Linked DNA regions of Mus musculus: region 1 is linked to region 2. A link is a contact called in public promoter capture Hi-C data. All regions are on one chromosome and are shown on one strand. Each heading gives the region's core, a stretch centred on a gene start, on an enhancer-like site or on the middle of the called end of the contact. The rest is flanking DNA. Distances are from core to core; before and after follow the strand shown. Region 1 has its middle 37 kb from the start of Adam28. Region 2 holds the start of Nefl (neurofilament, light polypeptide).

Region 1 (4,407 bases), core at 540-3,039, 610 kb before region 2:
GCACTTTTAACCCGAGCTATATCTTCAGTCCTTTAGAATAATAGTTTTCAATAAGATATTTATTCTGTGAGAATGCTGATGAATTTTCAAATTTAAACAGATCGCCAGCCTCTGAGCAGTGAAGGCATAGGTTTTTTTCTTCCCTTTTATTTTCTTGGTAATCCAAGCATTCATATCCTTAGCGCACATGTTTCCATCCTTACATAAGAGTCTATGTTATGGACAATTTTAGGGGTTATGGCTGCTTATCAGAGGAATGATTTCTGGAGTTTTATCTTATCTCTAATCTACCAGGATCCAGTTGGATGAGGCCTAAGCTCTTAACAAAAGAAGCTATTGGTTCTTACTGACCCAAAGATCATTAATTCTTAAAAGGAAAACATTGAAATGAATGGCTGTTAAAGCTATTCATTGATCCACCAGGCTTTCTCTGTCTGTTCCTCTGTCTCTGTCTCCCTCTCTGTCTCTCCCTCTCCCTCTCTCTGTCTCTCTCTGGCAAAGGACAATGGAACCATAGTGGCTTGGGTCTCCAGAAGCTGACTGTTGGTTTGTACTGGTTTCTCCCAAAGGTCCTGATACCTCTTTGGAGATCACTAAAGCATCATGGAAAGCAGGAACTGGCCTGGTTATCACTGGTTTTTATTTGTTTTGTTTTATTCTGTTTTTACTTAAGACTCAATTAAAATGCTTCATATAAATTTGCCCACCATTACTTCAATCTGATTTTTTTTTCTATTATTCTTTAGTAAATTGATTTCACAGACAATGAAGCACAAGAACAAACTCTCAAAGCCCCCCTCCTTGCTCACTCTTTTGATACTGTGTGAGTGTATAGACACCTGTGCCAACAATCAGTGTGATGCCAGATGTCGGCAGAGCAAACCAAGGAGTTGAAACAAAGCCATGAAGTCCATCCCAACATACACAACATACTAACACAGCACACTAGATGATCCTGAAGGACACCCAAGTGCTGAGATCCAGCTGTTTGGGATTCTACAGTTGTGCAGAGGGCAGAGAATGGCAGACTTTACCTGAGACAGAGAAAGGACAATGTGGCAAGACCCTTGAAGGCTTTGACTGGACAGTAAGGCCCAAAGGTTGGTAAAGCCATTTAATAAAGGCAGAACAGGGAAGGGCCTGGCGGTGTGGGGTTATGTGTGCAGAGGCGTTGGAACTATGAACTCTCCTGGTGAGTCAAAGAAAGAGTATGCAGACACGGACTAGCTTGTGCTCAAACTCATTCATCTCATCCCTTAGATGATGATCCAAGAAAAAAACATGGCCACTCATTTTTAACAGGGGAAAAAAATGGGAGATTATATTTGTTATCATTTAAGTTTTAATCTATGAGCATATAGTATTTGGAAGATAGTTCTGTTTTAACCATAGCTATAGAGTTGGAAGAGCTTATATAATATATTCAAATGTGGGTGAGTTTATTTTGTGAGTACTCTCTCCCTTCCAGGTACACATGACTAAGGCACTGGGCACTCTCAGTCAGCTCAGCATTACCCTGGATAGATAGTGTCAGTTACCAGGTACCAACCACCCAAGAAGTGAAATCCAACCTTTCAAGAGTAAGATGTAAAGGCAACTTTAAAAGAAGTCCATTCCCCTGTTCCCATCCATGTGCCATCTTCAGGGACAAAGCCCATCTAGGCATATAAGAAGCAAATGGAAGCAAATTCATCCATGTGACAGAACCATAGCTCTATTGTACTTAGCGAGGGAACGCTAAAAAGCCCTTTCCCAGATGACTAGTCAATTTAACTGGCTTGCTCAGCTTGGGTTGCCATGGTTACAGTTTTTCTTCCATGCCCTGGCTCACTCACAGGCCTCTGGCTCTGGATGGGAGTGGACTGAGAACAGGAAACACTGCTCTGCCCACCCTGTTTCCTTCCAGCTCAGCACTAGGAAGTGCTGAGGACATGAAGGTGTTCACGCAAGTCAGCTCCGGACTTTCGCTGACATCCGCTCAGTTAGTTCCTGACTTGCTTCGGGAAAGCACTGTGCTCCCAACTGAGGAACAAATCGGCAGTAGGAGGTGCTCACATGTGTCCCTGTGGTTAGGCCACTGCTAAGAGTCTCACCTAGAGTCACCCTCATAGACTCCCAGAGCCTCCCCCATCCAAGGTCTTTGGTGCATCCTAGAAATGCTCCCTACCCACCATCCCCCATTTCTGTTCACTCTCCTGTCCTACCTGCATCTTATCCCCTTCCCCATCCATTCCTCTTTACATCCCCTCTCCCATTCAGTTATCTCCCTACATCCACTTCAGATGACAACTTTATTTCACCTTCTGAGTGAGATTCACACTCTCCCTTGGACCCTTCTTAACTATGTACTGGGATTCCTTGGAGACCACTGTGAACTCAACTTTGACGAGTATGCCAATCAGTCACGTTTCACATGGAGGTCTGTGGGTGGGAGAAACAGCTACGACTGTGACTGCACAGGTAGTGGATTTATAAGGACATGCTGAGACTTTGTTAGTCAAAGCCTTGTCACAATGACACAACATGTGAAGACGCTATTGACAGCTATATTCATCACTTCTGGCCTGGATATACAGGTGCCCTGTGTGAGATGGGCATAAATGAATATGCTAGCAACCTCTGCCAATCTGGGGGGAGGGATGTTCCAAGCTGTTCTCAGAGGATTAATAGGGACGAATTACAGGTCTGTCTTCCTCCTTCAACTACCTTGGAGCCTCAAGCTATGTTTGTATCTGTCATCCCAGACTCACAGACAGGAGTCTAGCATAACTGTCCTTTGAGAGGCTCCACCCTGTAGCTATAGAAACAGATGCAAGACCCACAGGTGAATATTAAATGGAGCTTTGGAAGTCTGTGGAAGAGTTGGGGGGAGAATCGACCCAGAATGGAAAGGAACTCTACAAGAAGACTATTATAGTCAACTAACCTATAGTCTTGGGAGTTCCCAAAGACTGAACCACCAAACAATCAACATTCAAGGGCTGGATCTAGGTTCCCTGCACATACGTAGCAGATGTGCAGTTTGGTTTTCATGTAGGTTCCGCAACAACTGGAGCAGGACTTACCTTGACTCTGTGGATCCTATTCCCCTAACTGGGCTTCCTTGTCTGGCCTCAGTGGGAGAGGATGTGCCTAGGGCTGCAGTGACTTGAGGCACCCAGGTGAGTTAGTTACCAGTAGGAACCTCCCTCTTCTCAGAGGTGAGAGGAGTGGCCATGTGAGGGGAGAAGCCATGTGAGAGGGGACTTGGGGTAGGGTGGCTGCAATCAGAATAAATGAATGCATTAATGTATAAATTAATGTAAAGATATTTTGGGAGAGAATTGTGAGTTATTATTACATACAGGTTAAATACAAAGCAGGAAAATCAAGAAATTGCTGGACCCCCATATGGTAGCACATGTCTGCAATCTCAGTCCTCAGGAGGAGGCTGACACAGGGGGATTGCCAGTAGCTCAAGGCCAGCCTAGGTTACAAAATGCATAGGAGGCTAGCCTGGGTTGCAGAGTAATATTGTCACAAGCAAGAAATGGAAGAGTGAATGAAAAACTGAATGACAGCATCAAAAAAAGAAAGGAAGAAAGAAAGAAAGAGAGAGAGAGAGAGAGAGAGGGAGAGAGAGAGAGAGAGAGAGAGAGAGAGAGAGAGAGAGAGAAATTTGATGGCTGTTTAGAACCAATTTGATTATAGTACTTGTACATGAAAATTGGTAAATATTCTTTCTGAAAGAAATAATAGCTCATAATGTAAATGGGAAAATATCCTATGAAATCTACTTTAGAAAACCACTTAAAATTGGAACTTATCTGAGAAAAAAATTTAAAGGTAAATAAGAGAATACCTCTATGGGGTCAAATCCTTATGGAACCTGGAAAACTTATTTCCTCATCTTTGGGGTTGCAAGTGATAAAGTATTTTAGTAGTATCAATGCCCCCCCTTCCCTGTCAGTGCTTTCAGTTGAATTCAAGGCTTCTCAGCTGTTGCCATCTGCTTAGATTGCCCAATGTCAGAAGAAAGTAGTCACCTCGTTACTTGTAAGAATTTCTAGCTTTTACTCCTTCAACTCCACAAATGCTCCACCTCCAAACCTTGATATTCAATGGGCCTTTGTCGTTGGGGCTCTGAACAGCACATGCACAGCATCAGTCCTTAATTGTATGGATGTTTTTATTTAAGAAAAAACCAGCAGCGGTACTGAGAATGCCACTGTAGGAATCCTAAACTTTACCAGCTTCCTTGATGGGAAAGTTGTGTTAATTTATGTGTTAGTTTAGTTGCAATCTTGAATATCCAATTTATAATACTGAATATCCAAGAAAACATTATTCTAGGCATCCCAGTTACCCACTTGAGTCTGTATACTATATTCAATGTGTGCTTGTATCAAGCACAGCTATACTGTGTGT
Region 2 (4,263 bases), core at 894-3,393:
CTCAGCTCATTCTCCAGTTTGTTGATTGTGTCCTGTAGGAAGATTGTTTTAAAAAATTCAAAACACAAATCTCTACTGCATTTGTTTTACTGTAGTATCCATGATAAGTTCTGGTCTTAGTTAACTCCAAAGTGTACACCTTCCAGAAATCTCCCTTAAAATAATGGGGTGGGGTGGGGCATAGGGGGAGGGGTTGGCCTAAAATGCCCAGTCTAGTGAAGCAAGAGAAGGAGAGGAGGAAGAGGAGGGGAGTAGACTGATGTGAACAATTTTGAAAATTGTTCTCAATTGATTATGGTAAGCTGTCTTTTAAAACTACCAAATTGATGATGATATTATTATTATTATTAACCACCCTTGTCACATTTCTTTTAGCCAGGTCGCATTTGGGAAGGGGAATATATATATAGTGTGTGTGTGTTTGTCTAAATAAATATATAAATAAAAATTAAATTATATATATTTGTGTAGCTGTTTGTCTAAAATGCTTCCCCCCGCCAAAGATGAAGAACTTTTTTTTTAATGGACTGCAGTGATTAATTGCTAAAATATTGTGACTGTATTCTTGTGTCCCTATTAAAAAAAAAAACTATCCCAAGGCTGGGTGGCCCAAAACTAGTGAGAGCTAGCAGGCATATTTATTAACCAGGAGATCCAGGAAGTACTGAGGGTAACTTGGGAGTTAAGGGTTGTCAGTAAAGAGAAGGCATTACTTGGCAACGCCCAACTCCGACTCCCTCCGCCCCTTCCTCCCAACTCACCCCTAACAACCCTGATTCAACCAGAACAAGCAATCCCCAGGCAGCAGTCGCGCCCCGCCCCCTCCAAATGCCCCATCCTTTCCACAACCTCTCGGAAGCCAAGCCCTCTGATAGCTGCTCTGTGCTCTAGAACCCCCTAGCGTTCACTCTCTGGGTACACCCTGACTCCCCCCCCCCCCGCCGCCGCCCCTACCGTGGACCTCCCCACCCCCACTGAGCTTAAACCGTACTATACCTGCATGGCGCTAATGTCTGCATTCTGCTTGTCCTCTAGCTCCTGCAGCTGCTTCTCCAGAGCTTCGTTCATACCCCGGCAGGCTTCGATCTCCAGGGTCTTAGCCTTGAGCAGGCGGCGGCTTTCCGACACCTCGTCCTTGGCAGCGCGCACAGCGTCGGTGTTCTTGGCGGCGCTCTCGGTTAGCACGGTGAAGCGGCTCTTGAACCACTCTTCGGCGTTCTGCATGTTCTTGGCGGCCAGCTTCTCGTACTGAGCGCGGATGTCCTTGAGAGCGGCGGAGAGGTCGGGCTTGGAGGACACGTCCATCTCCACGGAGATCTGAGCATACTGGATCTGAGCCTGCAGCTCGGCGATCTCTTCCTCGTGCACCTTCTTCAGGAAAGCTATCTCGTCCATCAGGCTGTCGATGCGCTTCTCCAGCTCGGCGCGGGCGAGCGCGGCCTCATCCGCACCTTTGCGCGCTTCCATCAGCCGGCCCTCGGCGTCCTCGCGGCTCAGCACTTCTTCCTCATAGCGAGCCTGCAGGTTGCGCAGAGTCTCCTCCAGCCCCTCGCGCTCGCCCTGCAGCGCCTGCTTCTCGTTAGTGGCGTCTTCCGCTGCCAGCCGCAGATCGCGGATCTCCTGCTCGTACAGGGCGCGGAAGCGGGAAGGCTCAGAGTGTTTCTGGCGCAGCACCAACAGCTCGGCTTCCAGGACCTTGTTCTGCTGCTCCAGCTCGTGCACGCGCTCGATGAAGCTGGCGAAGCGATCGTTGAGGTCCTGCAGCTGTGCCTTCTCTTGTGTGCGGATAGACTTGAGGTCGTTGCTGATGGCGGCTACCTGGCTCAGATCGAGATTCTCCAGGCTGGGCATCAAAGAGCCAGAGCTGGACGAGTAGCTGCGGCGCACGGACAGCGAGGAGGAGACCGGCGCGGAGTAGCTGGAGTACGCGGAGCGCGCCGTGCTGTAGCCGCTGCGCACGCTGGAGATGTGCACCCGGGGCGTCTCCACATAGCGCCGCTTGTAGGAGGTCGAAAAGTACGGATCGTAGCCGAACGAACTCATGGTGGCGGCCGGTGCGCCCCTCAGGCCCGGGGCGGAGATGGGGGACCTAGAGAGAAGAACGGGGGAGAAGAGGGAAAGGGGAGGATGGATGGCTGTGTGCGGCTCGGCGCGGTCCTGCCACCTCTATTTATACGCCGGGACTCTGACGCAGACTGTGATCGATCGCCGTGCGCAGGCCAGTGGGGGCAGCGCGTTGCTGCAGCCAAGGGGAGGATTCTGCGCAAAAGCAAAGGCGGGGGCGAACGACAGAAGGCTAGCGAGCTGCGGCTCCAGCCTGGCCGCTTTTCTATGAGGACCCCTACTTTCTCTGAGACCCCCATAACTTCCCTGCTTATTCTTTTCCTTTCCTATTCCCCCGTCCCATCCTGCCTCTTAATACCTAAAGCCCACATCACTAGGACTCTTAAATGTTCCAAATAAAAAGGTTCGCGATCCCTACTGACACATCAACTTTTAACATCCAATGTCACAAAGACACCTTCACCCCACCCCACCCCACCCCACCCCACTCCCAGCTTTCCCTTTTTGCCTCAGGGACCCTCTCAAGCACCCTGATTCGTGTTTAAGCAGCACGTTTGGGTTGCTGACAATAGCTAATGTTCTTGCGGCATTACTGCAGGAAAAGTTTTGCATGTCTTTGTAGCTATTTTCTGACGTTTTCTTAAATTCGCCCCACTTTCTCCTGCCTCCTTTTATTTTTATTTCTATTTCTTTCCGTATTACTCTTCTTCTCAATACATAGGGAAATTGCACCACTACACACCATTGGAACCGCAGGACAGCGGGTGTTCATTTTGGCATTTTAAAACCTTTACAGCAGTTAATTTGTCTGACACCTTTCATAGAATTTCCCCTTTCTTTGTGAGAAATGTAGTCGGGAATGCTTAGGAGGGGTTGGAACCAGCCAGGTAAAGATTTGCAAGGCAAAAGACGGGCGCGCTCGGCCGCGGGAGAACTTCAGGGTGCCTTTATCCTCACTGAGCTATTCATACTTCCAACGCCTCAAAAGCCTCTTCTCCTCTTTTTAACACCTGTGTGGTACCCCAACCTGATGGTTTCAACAAGCCATGAAGGTAGATGGGGAGAGAGAGAGAGAGAGAGAGAGAGAGAGAGAGAGAGAGAGAGAGACTGCTGCAAAGGGCTACCCGCTCTGGGTGTGGTCTTCAGGAAGAGAACGCTGCATGGAGCCTGCTGAAATTCACAGATAATAGATACACTTAGGAACCTATGGGCTTCCTTCAGGGAGCACCCAGATACCAGAGTGGGCACGCCAAACGCACGTGGGTGCAACATTTTCATACTCGCGTTGTGAGCGCCTGCAGTTCCGAAGAGATACTGCAGATTTGTAAGAAATAACTAAAACCTTTAAGCAAGCATTTGGCGTTTTGTTTAATTTGTTCAATGTATCGCTGGCTTGCTGATTCCTTTAAATGGCACAGTGGGAGGTTACCGTTTTCAAGTAAAAAGTAGTGAAATTTTTGGAGTTGTACTCGGTCGCTTCTGGAGACCAAACAGAGGATGAAGGGAGCTTAATTCTGTATATTCCTTTCTCGTGTTACACATACTGTGATTCTGATAACTCGCCCCTTCAAAGAAGAAAACTGGGCTGAAGCAGAAGACTTCTGTAAGGTTGCTGGTGGCTTAAAGCTGTTAAGTCTAAGCCATATTAGAAGCCCACCCGTGTTTACACAATCTAAGCTTTCAAACCTAATCACCAGGCTGCCTGAGTGTGGCTGGCATACAGAGCCAAGCGTTTCTTCAGATGGTTCTCTGTAGCCTGTATCTTCTTTTTCTCATTCATCGCTGAACAAGAGGACTGAAGAGGTTGGGAGGTGGGACAGAGAAAAAAAGTCTTGAATAAGCCATGGCTTTTCTTCCTTCCCATTACTCATATAGAAGAGGAGTTTCAATTGTTTCCCCCAAGCTCGCTCCATGTAACTTCTATTATTTCAATCTTTTGTAAAGGTTGGGTGTGGTTCATTTCCATTCTGCCAGTGCTTTTCCGCCAGAGTTACAGGTCATTCTCAGAGATCTTAGGTGCTCGTGTGTGTGTGTGTGTGTGTGTGTGTGTGTGTGTGAGAGAGAGAGAGAGAGAGAGAGAGAGAGAGAGACAGAGACAGAGACAGAGACAGAGACAGAGACAGAGAGACAGAGACAGAGAGAGACAGAGAGAGACAGAGACAGAGAGACAGAGAGAGAGACAGAGACAGAGACAGAGAG

The links. Promoter capture Hi-C pulls out the DNA fragments that hold promoters and counts their contacts.
Region 1: a contact with region 2 is called in a promoter capture Hi-C map of neural stem cells. The contact joins the enhancer-like site here to the promoter of Nefl in region 2. A contact is called at or near these places in 10 of 39 promoter capture datasets (the 3T3-L1 cell line, cranial neural crest, hippocampal neurons and 5 more), 7 of 484 Hi-C or Micro-C datasets (adipose-derived mesenchymal stem cells, cortical neurons, embryonic stem cells and 4 more) and 2 of 115 datasets of contacts at active chromatin or transcription factors (forebrain and neural tube).

Annotation. Positions count from the first base shown.
Region 1 is chr14:68,691,088-68,695,494 of GRCm38.p6, reverse strand. No RefSeq gene overlaps it. Among named protein-coding and RNA genes, the nearest start is that of Adam28, 37 kb to the right of the region's middle. Within about 2 kb of position 1,789, at least 19 of the 459 cell types and tissues checked have an H3K27ac peak or open chromatin away from gene starts, as enhancers often do. A contact at or near this core is called in neural stem cells, where this site is marked.
Region 2 is chr14:68,081,743-68,086,005 of GRCm38.p6, reverse strand. Nefl (neurofilament, light polypeptide) reads right to left here and starts at 2,143. Exons shown (of 4, transcript NM_010910.2): 1 at 997-2,143; 2 at 1-32. The coding sequence starts at 2,043.